Regions from separate parts of the Mus musculus genome. Here region 2 is linked to region 1. A link is a contact called in public Hi-C data. All regions are on one chromosome and are shown on one strand. The core of a region is the stretch at or near the end of the contact, and the rest is flanking DNA. Distances in the headings are between cores, read along the strand shown.

Region 1 (6,810 bases), core at 1,478-3,977:
TTTAAAAATAACTGCATGTTGGAGTTATGAATTTCTTCCTTCCTTTGTTTTTGTTGTTGGCGTTTTGTTTTGTTTTGTTTTGTTTTGTTTTGTTTTGTTTTGTTTCTTCTTGAGCTCTGACTTTCCTGGAACTTGCTCTGTAGACTGGGTTGGCCTTGAACTCAGAGATAGGCTTGCCTCTGCCTCCTGAATGCTAGATGTGCGTGTTGCAGCTCTGCAGGGAAAGGCTTCCCCTACAGAAGTGTCACAGCTTTGCTTCAGCTGCAGCACAGCAAAAGCTCTGCTCAAGTGTTGCCACTTTACTCAGAGAGCTATCCTGGCAGTCAGGAGCCAAGGACTACCACAAAGTCACACCACACAACAAACCTCACACAAGAGACTTACTGGGAGGGGAAAACCCAGGAGGGCGGCTGCCTCTGTTCTTGTGAGAAGCAGCAGGGAGCTGAGCAAAGAGAAAGGTTTATGTGAGATTTCTTGGGGGTGGGGGTGGGAGTGGGGGGTGGAGCTTTCCAGGGTGAGGATTGGTGGAATTTCAAGTCCTGAGTTGGGTGAGCTTAGAATTAGTCGGGTTTTGAGTTCAGGGATTGGTGGGTTTCTGTGACAAGCTCAGGGGTTGGTAGAATTCTGTTTCTTAGCCCTGGTCTTGGGGTCAAGTCTAGGTCAGTGTGTTCTTTCCTTGGTCTTTTTATCCTACACCGGGTGCTACCACTACCAGGCTGAATTATAAACTTCCAGTTAAACACACAGACCATCCCAGCTTACATTGGTTTGACATTTTCAGCTTTAGGATGACGGTGTGAAAATGATGCCCACTGAGTAACAACTGCTCTCTTCTGAATGTTACTATGGGCTAGTGATGTACAGAATGCTCATCTCAGCCACTCCGAGGTATTTTACCTAGGTCCCAGGCATCTTTACCTTTGTGAGAGAAAGCAACCATGCATAAAATAGGTTTGCTGAGACACAGCCCCACCGTAAGAGGAGGAGCATCTTCATGCACTAAAAACCGCTGTCTTTGTTGCTTACAAAGCTGTATCATTCCTTCAGACCTCCCATTCTAAACTCTGTTCTGCCACGCAAAACTCTCTGTTGGGCTGGCTTCCTAATCAGGAAGAAAAACAGGGAGCACTAGACAGACTAGGGAGCACTAGAAGACACAGTGTGAATAGGAGTGCTCACCCCTGTTTTCCGTGGTGCTCCAGCCAGTTCCCATGAAGACAGTACTTGGTGGCAGTTTTCAGCCCCCTGTGGCCATCCTAATACAGGTCAGGTTCTACCTGATGAAGTTAGAATAATGGCCTTCCAATGGTGAACAGTTCCTAATCCTTCAAACCCTTTGAATATGCTGTTTTCTAACTCAAATGGGACTGCAGAGATGATTACAGTGAGCAGTCAGAGATGGGAAACTGTCTTGACCAACCTCACTGTGTCCTTAACATAGATGATGTGTAGAGGGGCCAGGGTCAGAGAGGTGCGATATGCCAGGACTCATTAGGCCAGCATTGGAGATGGGGAGGAAAGCAAGCCAGAAATGGAAGGTCCAGGGAGGGGTGTCCTTTTAGGGGCTTCTGTAAAGGAACACAGGCTATTCAGACACTTGAGTTCCTCACTCAGTGAGTTAGAATGAGAATGGCTGTTGAGGTATGCAAAGGAGCAGAGTTAAGAACACCGCACTGAGTTTTAGTTAGACAGTGCTGCTAACTAGTTGGTTTTGGAGACATAGCCCTTCTGGGCTTTAATTCCTCACCCTCAGTGTGGGCGCCATCATCTCAAGGTGAGCATAAGACTCCTCATCCCTTAGGATTTACGCGGGTCAGTAGCATTCAGTATTCTAAGGCCTAGAATACTCATCCCAACTCAAGCAGCGGGGGAGGACTCCCCTTTGTAAACTTTGTATACTTTGTAAGCTTTATAACTGTTTAAAAAGTAATCCCTAAACTGCATGGCAAAAGCTGTCCCCTCCTTCCTGTCCCAGCCTAAGGCCACCCTATAAGGTGCAAAAATGGCAGCAAGGGTCAAAGCAGCAAGGCCTCCGCCTGCCGCCTTCATGAGGAGCTGTCCACCTTCTTTCCTGACTCATGAACGACCACCGCGTGATCGCTCGCCCAGGAGCTGTCCACCGTGGTAGTACCTCCTCTCCAGAGTTCCCAAGCAGTTTGAGAGATGACGCCTCAGCCAAAGCTACCTTCAGCAGAGAAGGATTTGCCACCCTGAACTCCTGAGTTCAGGACTTGAAATCCCATCAGTCCTCAATTTGCAAGTCTCTGCCCTGAAAAGCTCCGCCCCTAAGCAATCCTATATAAGCCACGCCCTTCGTCCAGCTTCCTGCCATCTGCTCCCAGGAGCAGAGGCAACCATCCCTGTCTTTGTTTCTCCATACCCTGGACCCGCCAATAAACCTCTTTCACGAGATTTGCTGACTGGTGTGGCGTTCTCATCAGAAGAAGCCAAGAAGCAATGAAGAGAAGAAAGGAAGATGTGAAGAAGTGGGGCAGGGCGGAGGCTCCTGAGCTGGGGTCCCTTCCCTGGGAGCTGCACTGCCTCTGCTGAAGAAACGTCCTCTCAGAGCTATGTGCTTCTTGGACTTTCAAGACCCACGTTACCCTTCCATCCAAGCAGGAACACTTACAGTAAACCCTCAAGGCAGGAAAGTGGCCAGTGCCACCCTCTGCCCACTTCCTCCTGAGACGCTACAGTAGCCCAGACTTCCCTAACAGTCCTAAAGGGTGTTTTCTAACTGCTGTAACTGTAAAATTATGTCCAGCCCTGGGAGAGTGGCCAGGCCACACCTTACAAGAAAAAAAAAATCCCACCAATCCCTAAACAGGAAACCTCACTGATCCACAGGCTCCCGCAGCTCAGGACCTAAAACCCCACCACTCCTCACCCTGGAAATTGCTACCATGGAAAGCTCCACCTCCTTACAAATCCTATATAAGCCCCGCTGTCTGCCCAATTCTCTGCCGTTTTTCACCTGAGCAGAGGCAGCTGCCCTCCTGAGTTTCCCCTCCCAATCTCTTGTATGAGGTTTTATTGTGCAGTGTGACTTGGTGGTATTCCTTGGCTCCCTAACTGCCAGGATACCTCCTTTCCCATCAGAACTGCTTAACTTAGGTGACAATTTCCCTTCCACGGGTTTCCCCCTCCCCCTTTCCCATCCCCATCCCCTGCCCATCTCTTACTCTGAATCCTCTTGGTGTCCTCCATAAAAAAGAACTGGAGACGTTGTAAACTCTCTGGCACAGGGAGGCACGTTTCTCATCCGTGTGCTCCACAGGGAGAGGACTGCACAAGGACATCACAGACGTGCCCAGAATGGTCCTCAACACTAAAAAGCCACCTTAGTGGGACAGAAGGGAGTAAGTGGGACTTGAGCCTTTTCTTGATAATGGAGTTTATCTACAAGCCGGGAGATGTGTATGATTAAGCACTATGGGATGGATTTTTTCCTGGCTCTGAGCGGCTCTGAGCTGCCTGAAGTACAGATGTTGGATGGAGCTGTCTGAGAAAGAGGCCTTGTCTCAGGGCTTACTCGCTCCCAGCAAGTCTGAACCCCCACAGCGTCCTCCTCCTCACCTTACCCAGAGCACTGAACGCCTGTACTCACGACACTGTTGTGGAAATGAGAAATGGCAACCTGCTTTTTCTTCTCCAAGGAAAAGCCGTTAAAAATATTGTTACTTAGGAAGATGCAATTAAGTGTTATGGAAATAAAAAGGTTTTATTGTGGTCCATGGCTTGAAGATCTGTTCCTGTTTTACAACTTAAGATAATCTGTGAGGGGGAAAACCCCTAACGTACTTCTGACCGTTTAGCGATGTTTTGGAGAATGTTCATGACCTAACTAAGACTAGTGACTAACTAAGTAGTGCAGAGGTTTCTCCAAGTCCTTTAAAGACAAGCTTCAGGGGCTGCAGAGGTTTGGTGGTGGTTCAAAGATTTGCTGCCTCTGCAGAGGGGGGGCGGTTCAGCTCCCAATACCCACCCTGAGCAGCTCACAACCCCTGGACACTGGTACGGTCAATACCCACCCTGAGCAGCTCACAACCCCTGTGACACTGGTACGGTGTGTGTCGTAAGCACACAGACACGTAAATTCAAATAATTAAAATCTTTAAAGATTTTTCACAGGGCTTTAGGTAACAAAACGTGGAGAGTTTCTGAGTACCTGTGGGAGAGGGAGGGCGCGTCGTTTGAGGCAGGATAAAAGTGATCTTTCTGCACTTGCATCTTATAATTGGATGCTGAACACATATGAGAAAACACTAATTCTAGCTGTGCTCTCAGATAGAGATGATGTGCCATCATCCTAGGAAAGTGGAGACAGAGGTCACCTTGAGACTGACTCTGCCATGCTGTGTCTTTGTCTACCCGCTGGTCAGAATATGGTCTCCGACTGAAGAAAAGATGACAGGAAAAAATGTCCTGTGCACCAAAACCATCAAACCTTCAAAATGTCATGGGGGGAAGAGTGGAACAGAGGAAAATATCTCTGGAAGGTACTAGGAATGCAAACTCCACTCTGAAAAATCTTTTAATTCCTTTTCTAGGCACGTGCTAAAGAAGCAGCCAAGGGAGGTGAGTCAGAGCCAGGGGTCAACCTGTCACAAAGGGGAACCACCTCGCTTCAGTGAGACTCCGGAGGGTCATGAGGTCCAAGCTGTTTTCCTAATGATTCTAACCTGCTATTTGTCTCTTCATTTGCTTTCTCCGTAAGTATACTCTGGAGTTTCCAAAGGCTGGTTAATATGAGGTTGTAACAACTTAAATGCAGACACAGGTTTTTGAACTCAGCTGTATTCTTTTAAGGCAGACATCAAAGAAATCTGCAAAGAAGTACAATAGTGTCACTCTTCTCACCAAGGAGACTCTGAATGTCAGTTTTCCTGTGAGGGTTTTTGTTTTTGTTGTTTTGGAGACAGGTTCTTGCTACCAGCTCGGGCTGGCTTAGGATGTGTAGCCCTCTGCCTCTGCTTCCCAAATGCCGGGATTTCAGGTATACACATGTGGCTTGATGCTTTTTGTTATTGTTATTAAGAAAATTGAGTTGGCTCAGTGAAGTGGGGGGTTGTCCACAGACCCGACTCACAGTCAACCATGTCACATGGGTAGGATGTAGCCACCAAGCCCATGCAGTGGGGACAGAAGAGGTCACCTGCCAGCCTTGTGGCCTGCATGGAGTGGGAGCCATTACAATGTGCAAGTATGTGGTGGACAGATGGGCGAGAAAGAGAAGTGGGGCAGCTTGAGCATTGTAAAGAGAGATGGAACTGGAGACTCAGGGTGGAGAGGAGGAGCCTGCTGTGAGTGCTCAGCCCTGTCACCTGGGGCCATGGTGAGGTCCCAGCCCGAGCTGCCTCGGAGAGTAAGGTCTGGGTATGCAGTAGCAGGGGGTCTATGCCAATGTCCATAACTATATTACCACTAGAGACCATGGGGACATACGTCCCTGGTCTATGCAGCTGCCTGGTACCATGTGGATGTCCAGGGGCTGTGCATAGCCAGCTCTATTCCTCACTGGCTGCAGCATTCTGGAGTGCCTGCCCCACTTCTCAAAGCGGCAGCACAGTGGAGCTGGCCCTGTTGGCAGGGGTGCATGTTGGCAGGGAGGAGGGTGTGAGCTGGCCCCAAGGGCATGAACCTGGGAGAATTGACCCTGCCACTCTCATCTGCTGTAGGGTGGCCTGAATTCAAGTGAGATACCCTCCCTACCTCACCCCTTAACATGACCTGGGGTCACGAGAGCAGGAGAGATGTCCCTGCCCCTCACCGGCTGCAGCACTTGGGAGAGAGGGCCATGTATCTTGCCTGGGCAGCATAGCAGAGCTAGCCCTGGTGTGTGTGTGTGTGTGTGTGTGTGTGTGTGTGTATCGAGGGTGGGACATAGATGAGTTGGCCCCAACTACGAAAGTGGGGAGTGCCCACTTTAACTTTAAGGACAGATCACTTTTATCATCTTGGTAGGGCATCTGTGTATCATTAAGTCAATGCCCAGCCTACAGAGGTGACCAGTCTGATATATATATAATGAAACCATGTAGTATGTATTTCAGGGCTTCCAGCCCTATCCTCTTTTGAGACAGGGTCTTGCTAAGTTACCTAGACTAGCCTTGAACTTGAGATCCTTCTGACCCAATCACTTGCGTGATAGAGATGTGTGTCAGAGCTCCCAGGTATTCGTATTCTTTTGTGTTTTCCTTTTGTTTGGGCTGGGCATTGATCCAAGGCTCAGTGTGCATGAAGAACATGCTCGGCAGATGCTCGAGCCCCAGCATCAGCACCAGCACTGTATCTGGCTTTTTCCTAGCATATTTCTGAGATTCATTTGTGTTCCGTATATTAGTAGCCCATTTCTTTTATTATTACTAATCATATTACATTATATGGCTATATCACAAATTGTTTTATTTTCCTCTTGTTGCATATTTAGACTCTGTCTAATTTAGTCAATTACAGAGCCAGCACAAACATTTTGTAGGAGTCTCTTGGTGGGTAATGCACTAATTTTTTACTTATTGATTTGAAGGAATTTTTTATATATTTTGTATATGAATTCTTTAACAGCCCATAGTCTACCTTTCTTTTCTTCTGTTTTGTTTTGTTTTGATTTGTTTTGTTTTGTTGGTTTTTGTTTGCTTGTTTTGTGTTTTTAAGACAAGGTCTCACAATGTAGCCCTTGACTCAGAGGTCCCCCTGCCTCCACCTCTGAGTGCTGGGATTAAAGGTCTGTGCTACTATTCCTGCTTCCATTTTCTTTCTTTTTATTTTGTATTTATGTGTATGTCTAAGAGAGCCTGTGTGACTTTATGT
Region 2 (6,810 bases), core at 2,165-4,664, 210 kb before region 1:
ACTCATGGCTATAATCTTAGCATTATAGATGCTGAGGCAGGAGAACTGCCAAGAGTTAAAGGCCAACTTAGGCTACAGAGATCCCTATTTCAAATACAAAATCCAAAGTTGGGCATGGTGGCACATGCCTGTGATCGCAGAGAGGAAGAAGCGAGAGGATCAGGGGTTCAAGGTCATGCACAGCCACACAGCTACACATCAGCTACAGACCAGCTTAGGCTACGTGAGCCCTTGTCTTTTTTTTTTTTTTAAAGATTTATTTATTATATGTAAGTACACTGTAGCTGTCTTCAGACACACCAGAAGAGGGCATCAGATCTCATTATGGATGGTTGAGAGCCACCATGTGGTTGCTGGGATTTGAACTCTGGACCTTTGGAAGAGCAGTCGGGTGCTTTTACCCACTGAGCCATCTCACCAGCCCAAGCCCTTGTCTTAAAACTACTAAACACCAACCATCCAACCACTCCAGGAATCTTTTCCAACCACCAGGATTGGGACTGTGGATCTGTGACAATGGCCTTGGCACTGTACCTGGCTCTCTTTGCCAGGTTGGGAAAGGGGTAAAAAAATGAAAGGGCTCTAAGCTTATCCAGGTAGCTGGCGAGAACAGTCATGCATCCTGAGAGACCAGATTCTGTGCTGGGCCAGGGACCAACTAAGAACCAGAGGTTTCCCCGTCAACTTCTGATTTCTCTCACCCCAGTAGTCTCTAGTTATCTGGCTCTCTGCAGGGCCAGATGTGGAAGCCACCCTCTGTGGACACGCCCTGCACCCTGGGAGGCAACAGGCAGCAGAGCAGGGCCTGGGAGTCTGTCTAGGGCACTGCACTTGGCTTCTTGACGACATTCACAGCCAAGGAGAAGAGTGGTGCAGAGCAGCTGGGAGAGATGCGGTCATAAGCCAGGCCTTCACCCAGAGACGCCTGTGGAGTCATGGCTTCCTACAAAGTAGCAGTAAGCACAGCTCTCCTGAAACCAGTCACCTTTCCTCTCCCCATCTACTCACCCCTGTTCTCTTAAGGCCTAGTGCAGACAGGTTCTTATGTCCTGCGGAGACAACACACACACACACACACACACACACACACACACACACACACATGCTTTCTAGGAGGAAGCGATAGCACTCAGAAAGGCGGAGGAGCCTGTCCACACAGCTTCTAAAGAAGGGTCAGGCCTCCTGACTCGACTCTACATTCACTAAGCTGTGTGACCACTGCCAGGTCACTGGCCTCATGAAATCTTAGGTCTATGCTTGTTGTGATGGCGCATGCCTGTTAGCACTAGCAGGGCTGGAGAGATGGTTAAGAGCATTGGCTGCTCTTGTGAAAAACCAGGGTTCAGTCCCCACCACTCAAATGGCAGCTCACAACCATGTGTAATAAAAAAACAAAAAATGGGGGTAGAGGTAGGGTGAACTCAGCATTAAGGCAGCAGAGACAGGAGGATTTCTGTGAATTTCACGCCAGCCAGGGCTACACAGTGAGACCTTGTCTCAAACCAAAGGCCTCCCCTCCCTCAACCCAATCCTTTCCCTCCTGCTTTCAGCACTCATCTCTGGGGGGCGGGGGGAGGGGCTGGGAATGAATGATGCGTAGGAGCTGAGCACAGTGGCTCACTAAGCACAGCTGGCATCTCAGTGCTTGGACACAGAGGAGGGAGAAACCAAGGTCAGGGGCAGCTTTGGCTACTGAGTGAGTTTAAAGCTACCTGGAGTTACACTGGACTCTGTCTCAGACAGAGAAAACAAAAACAAAGAAGACACAAAAGACAGACAGGGACCTGCATTTGCTGCACTCAACACACTGAATCCGTTTCTTGTGTTTCAGTTTTGCCTGCTAGGATACTCTTTGACTCTCCAAGAGGCAGAAAATCTGGCCATAGAACCTTTGTTGAGGGGACTCTTGTTATCATCCTGCTTTCTATAGAACAGTTCAAAGGGATTAGAGGGTCACATGTTGTACACACAGCTTCCGTCACTGGCTGTGATACACTGGTGGCAAGGTGCTGAGTGTTCAAGCCAAGTGCCCTCTAGTCTAGACAGTCTTCTAACAGACTTCCTCTTCTTTTTATTATTATTGTTGTTGTTATTATTGGCTTATTTTGAAACAAGACCTTACGATGCAGCCCAGGCTGGCCTCAAGCTCTAAAGTCTCCCGTGTGCTGGGACTACGAGCCAGGCCCAGTTGCTGAGACTCAGGCTTAGATCATCCACTTTTGCACTCCATCTCAGAGGGCCAAAGGCTGGCGCAGTCCTGTTGATGACACATGAGAAGACAGGAAGCTTCTGGGCAAGGTCTGCTAGTCTCCATAAGAGATCAGGGCTGGAGAGGTGGCGCACTGGGAAAGCACTGGCTTGGCATGTGCAAGGCCCTGGCTTTGATCCCTAGCATCTCCAAAAAACAAACAAAAGATAAAAGAGATAAGAGTGTCCATCTGGACTCCCCCTTGGCATTATGGTTTCTAGTAGGCAGAGTCAAAGTAACCGAACCCCCAAACCTCCCCCTAAGAGCCCCCAAGCTAGAGTCCCAGAACAGAGAAAAGATCCACCTTGTGCTTGTTACCAATGAAGAACCACGGGTGAGCAAGCCTCACCTCTGCCCCTCTTTAGCTCTGTGTGTAGGGACAGTCCAGACCCACTTGTTACCAACGCTGTCAAGCGCATTCAACAGTCAGTGCATATGTACACAGGTGTGCCTTTGTGCTACTTCAGTCTCCACCTGCTACCTGAGTGCAGGGCCCTCGCCCTTCTACCTTGCCCTGACCAAGACAGATGTCCCTGTTGAACTTCAAGTGCACCTGCTTATTTGATGATCTGTCTTTCCCACGGTCTCTGCCCTTTGTTGGCAAAGCCAGGGTGCCCTGCTCACCTTGGTTTCCTGGTGCCTCAGCAGGATCTCGTGCTAGTAAAGCACTTAATAAATATTTGCTGAGTGGATAAATACTGAACACATGAACGAAGGTTTTGCCTCTTTACAATCCTTGCCCCTGGGCTGCCCAGCAGAGTGGGACTGGTAAACACCCATCATCCAGGCTCTGCTGGCAGCCAGAGGGCCACAGGATTAGGACACAGCATTCAGGACACCTGGCTGCTTCAGCCCTTCTCATGACCCCGGCAGCTGAGAGCAACCCACTCGCAAGCGCTCGGAGGTGACCTACAATTGGGCGAGGATGAGCAGTGACTGAGGTGGATCTAAGGATGAATGTCAAATGGAAAACCTGTGTTCAGAGATGCTAAGTAATGTGGGGGAACAGACCGATCAGTCTCCCTGTGCCTTCTGCTGGTCTTGGAGACCCTGTTTGACTTTCCACACAACAGCCACCAAGAGGGATCTGCTGGGGGTGGGGAGGATCCAGGGGTGTCACAATAGGAGTGACTAAGCAATGTGCCAGGGCTTCCTGTCCAGCAAGCCAGATGGCTTCAGAGTTGCCCTGGGTCTGCTGAGCCCTCAGCCACAGGCTTCAGGCAGCACACAGCCCTAGGGCACAAGACTGACAGCTGACTTCCTCCCTTTCTTTCTGCACTGTTGCCTCTAACACTATGCTGGGGGACAGCACAGGCTGCACTTGAGCAGAACTCTTGGCATCAGTTTCTTCCCAGGAAAAAGAGTTCCAAAGCCCAGTACTTGATTTATTCCTTTTTGAGATAAGGTCTCACTTAGATTGAGATGGAACTCACTATGCAGCCATGAAAGCTCTCCTTAGGGGCTGAACTGGAGGCAGGAGTGACCGTGCCCAGCCTGGGCGACCTTTATAAAATGTAACACTAATGAGCTCATGGCATCTTTACCATGCTCACATTGGCCCTGAAGCCACTGTCCCTGTTGTTCACTCAGCCTGGGAAGTTTCCCTCCTGGTGTGCAGAGCCACCTTGACACATCTTTCAGCCCTCTGTCCTTTTCTCAGAGGAGCCTTCCCTTCTAGGCTGACACCTCTAGCAGGAGCCCCGGAGGCTGCCCACTGTAATGCTTGTTTGGTGAGCTGAACAATGCAAGTTTCACATGGACGCAGGCAGTGTCTGCTTTGCTCTCTACTACAGCTAGAGTTCTAAATTAACCCAGGGCAATAAGCACTAGGCAAGTATTTGGTGACGTAATGAATAGGTCATGAATGGACTTTTCCATGCTGAGAGAGTAGGAAGGAGCTAAGTTACAAAGAAAGAAAGCCTTAAAACAGAATTTTTTCATCTTTGGAAAAAACTTACATGGCTTAATTTTCTTGTTTTGTCACAACCTGCAGCACTGTCCAGTTCTCCACCCACAGAGTCGACAGGCCACATATCAAAGGATAAGAGGGACAAGGGACAGATTTGGCCCTCTGGCCTTTACCACAAGGAGATATCACTAAGAGTTGCCCCCACACAGCTGGACCTAGAGAACATTGTTAAGAACCTGCTCTTGTAGGCTGGCAGTAGTGTACAGGGACAGGCTTCAGGGGGCCCCTGCAGTGCTGAAGAGATGGCTCAGCAGTTAAGCACACTTGCTGCTCTTGCTGAGGACCCAGGTTTGGTTCACAGCACCCACATGGCAGCTCACAACTGTCTGTAACTCCAGTCCTAGGCACTTGTCTGGGTGCATCTATGGGCACATCCATGTAGGGAAAGCAGCCATACAAAGAAAATAGAAAGAAATTAGAAAAGAGAGTGGTGGCATTCTCCAGGAGGAAGACACACTGCTTGTCCTGTCAAGGGCCTTCTTCCCCTATCTGCCTCCACAACTAGACGGCAGGGCCCATGTCCTGCCACGCTTACCTCCTGCCCTTGTGCACTCGGCTCAGGTCCACCGAGTCCCTGCTGAACACATCAAACTCATCGTTCTGGAAGATGTTGTGACGAGATGACAACAGGGGTGTAGGGTCCGGCTTCACTTGTCTGGAGGCCACAGCACAGAAATCAATTAAAAAAGCCCTGCTAGCTAACACCTGTCTGTGTCCCAGGTCCCACTGTCTTCCCATCATACTGTTTGCTCCATTTTAAAAGTGCGCCTGGGACATGAGTTACATCCTTTAGTTAGACTCTCCTTAACCTGGCTCCTGTCAAGATCCCACAGCACACCTCACTCTTATTCCCTGTGGACCATGACCCTATGAGACAGGGAGTTATAGGTCATTCATCCTCTTATTCTGGGGGGTAGTGGCACTTGCTTTTGGTACTAGGAATGCAATGTACAACCTCACGTAAGCTAAGCCCATGCTCTACTATACCCTCAGCACTGTCATCTGTAAAATGGAACACATACAGGCTGAGGAATGTGCCCAAAGGCACAAAGCTAACTTCACTCATTCATTTGGCAAACATCATTTGTTAAAGGAAGAAACATCCACCTGTGTGTGTGCTTGCTGTCTCCTGAGGCTTTTGGGGTAGCAGTGGGCCCAAACCAAGAGGTTCAGTGCTGAGAAAGTGAATGGCTTGGCTGTCCTTACTCAGAATTTGGGAATGTGCTAAGGATGGCACAGATCTAGAGCTGGAGGTGTGTCACTGTCCTTTGCCACACTGCTAGTCTCTAGCAAGAAAGGGACATCCAGCTGTGTGCTGAGAACCTTGGGGGGCCCTGGGTTTACTTTCTTTAAAGAGGGCATTAGTTCAAACTGCTGGAGACACTGATGTGAAAGATTCAGATTGAGCCCCCAGTCTAGGGAAGAGTGGAAGGCAGGGTAAGGGGATTCCTGCCTTGAGGACCTCTTCCCATCTGTCTCTCCCACCTTTCTAGGCCTCGGTCCAGCTGACTGAGCTCAGGGGCCAGCCGATCCTCCAGGATGTTGTTGATCACCTGCTCTGAGTCATAGCTGTAGTGCTCCAGGCAGGCCAGAATAAAGCCCTCGCCGAGGTCTGGCAGCAGGTCCTTCACTTGGGAGATGAGTGAGTCTAGTTCCACACCACTCACGGCAGGGCCCAGCGCAGCTGCTGCACCCATGCACTGCAATGGAGAGCCAGAGTGATGCAGGGAAGGACTAAGCTGGGCAAGGAAAAGGGTAGTAGTCTCCAAACAGCACCCCCGCCTGGCCTCTCCCCAGTTGTGGGACTTTTGCCAAGTGGCTGAAATGGAGCCCTGCTTTCCTCTGTGGAGGAAGGGGCTCTATGACTTCCTAGCTGGGTAGCTCTGCTTGTATGTTCTGGGCACTGCATGTTCTCTTCCTGAATGGTTTCCTCTTTATGAAATGGACAAAGTGTCAGTAACTCATAGGGTTATTTCAAATGGTTCCATGACGAGATGCACATTCCTCACAGGGAAGAGTGCCTGGTATGCAGGAGGGCCTCCATAGTCAGTCATGTGCCAGTGATCAAGGTCCTTGCCCAACGCTACTAAGGTGACTGACTTGGAAGGACAACAGCAATTACTAGTGAGGCTGTGTGGAGACGCTCCCATTCTTTTCAGCAAGGACACTTCACTTCATATACTGCCCGAATGTGGCTTCATTTTATAATGCTTTTTTGTTTTTGTTGTTTTTGTGTTTTCAAGACAGGGTTTCTCTGTGTAGCCCTGGCTGTCCTGGAACTCACTCTGTAGACCAGGCTGTCCTGGAACTCACTCTGTAGACCAGGCTGGCCTGGAACTCAGAAATCCACCTGCCTCTGTCTCCCAAGTGCTGGGATTAAAGGCGTGCTGGGATTAAATGCTTTTTAAGGAGATGGGAAAATAAAACAATAAAGGGCTAGAGATATAACTAGTCTCCAAACAGAATCCTGCTTGACCCCGGGTCTTGCACAGCATCAGCAAGACCCTGGGCTCAGTCCCAGCACTAAAAAAGTCACGATGGTCAGGATGATGTTAAAGATCTCTGTTGAGAAGTCACCAAACAGGGAAGAAAG

The links. Hi-C and Micro-C count contacts between places; a contact is called where the count stands out from the background.
Region 2: a Hi-C map of bone marrow-derived macrophages shows a contact between it and region 1, with 27 read pairs. The contact joins two enhancer-like sites. A contact is called at or near these places in 1 of 15 datasets of contacts at CTCF or cohesin (large pre-B cells), 2 of 484 Hi-C or Micro-C datasets (bone marrow-derived macrophages and nephron progenitors) and 3 of 115 datasets of contacts at active chromatin or transcription factors (embryonic stem cells and stem cell-derived neural progenitor cells).

The regions. Positions count from the first base shown.
Region 1 is chr11:4,456,683-4,463,492 of GRCm38.p6, reverse strand. No RefSeq gene overlaps it. Among named protein-coding and RNA genes, the nearest start is that of Hormad2, 19 kb to the right of the region's middle. Within about 2 kb of position 2,727, at least 21 of the 459 cell types and tissues checked have an H3K27ac peak or open chromatin away from gene starts, as enhancers often do. A contact at or near this core is called in bone marrow-derived macrophages, where this site is marked.
Region 2 is chr11:4,671,390-4,678,199 of GRCm38.p6, reverse strand. Ascc2 (activating signal cointegrator 1 complex subunit 2) reads right to left here. Exons shown (of 20, transcript NM_029291.2): 14 at 5,703-5,917; 15 at 4,753-4,872. Among named protein-coding and RNA genes, the nearest start is that of Gm51883, 26 kb to the left of the region's middle. Within about 2 kb of position 3,414, at least 62 of the 459 cell types and tissues checked have an H3K27ac peak or open chromatin away from gene starts, as enhancers often do. A contact at or near this core is called in bone marrow-derived macrophages, where this site is marked.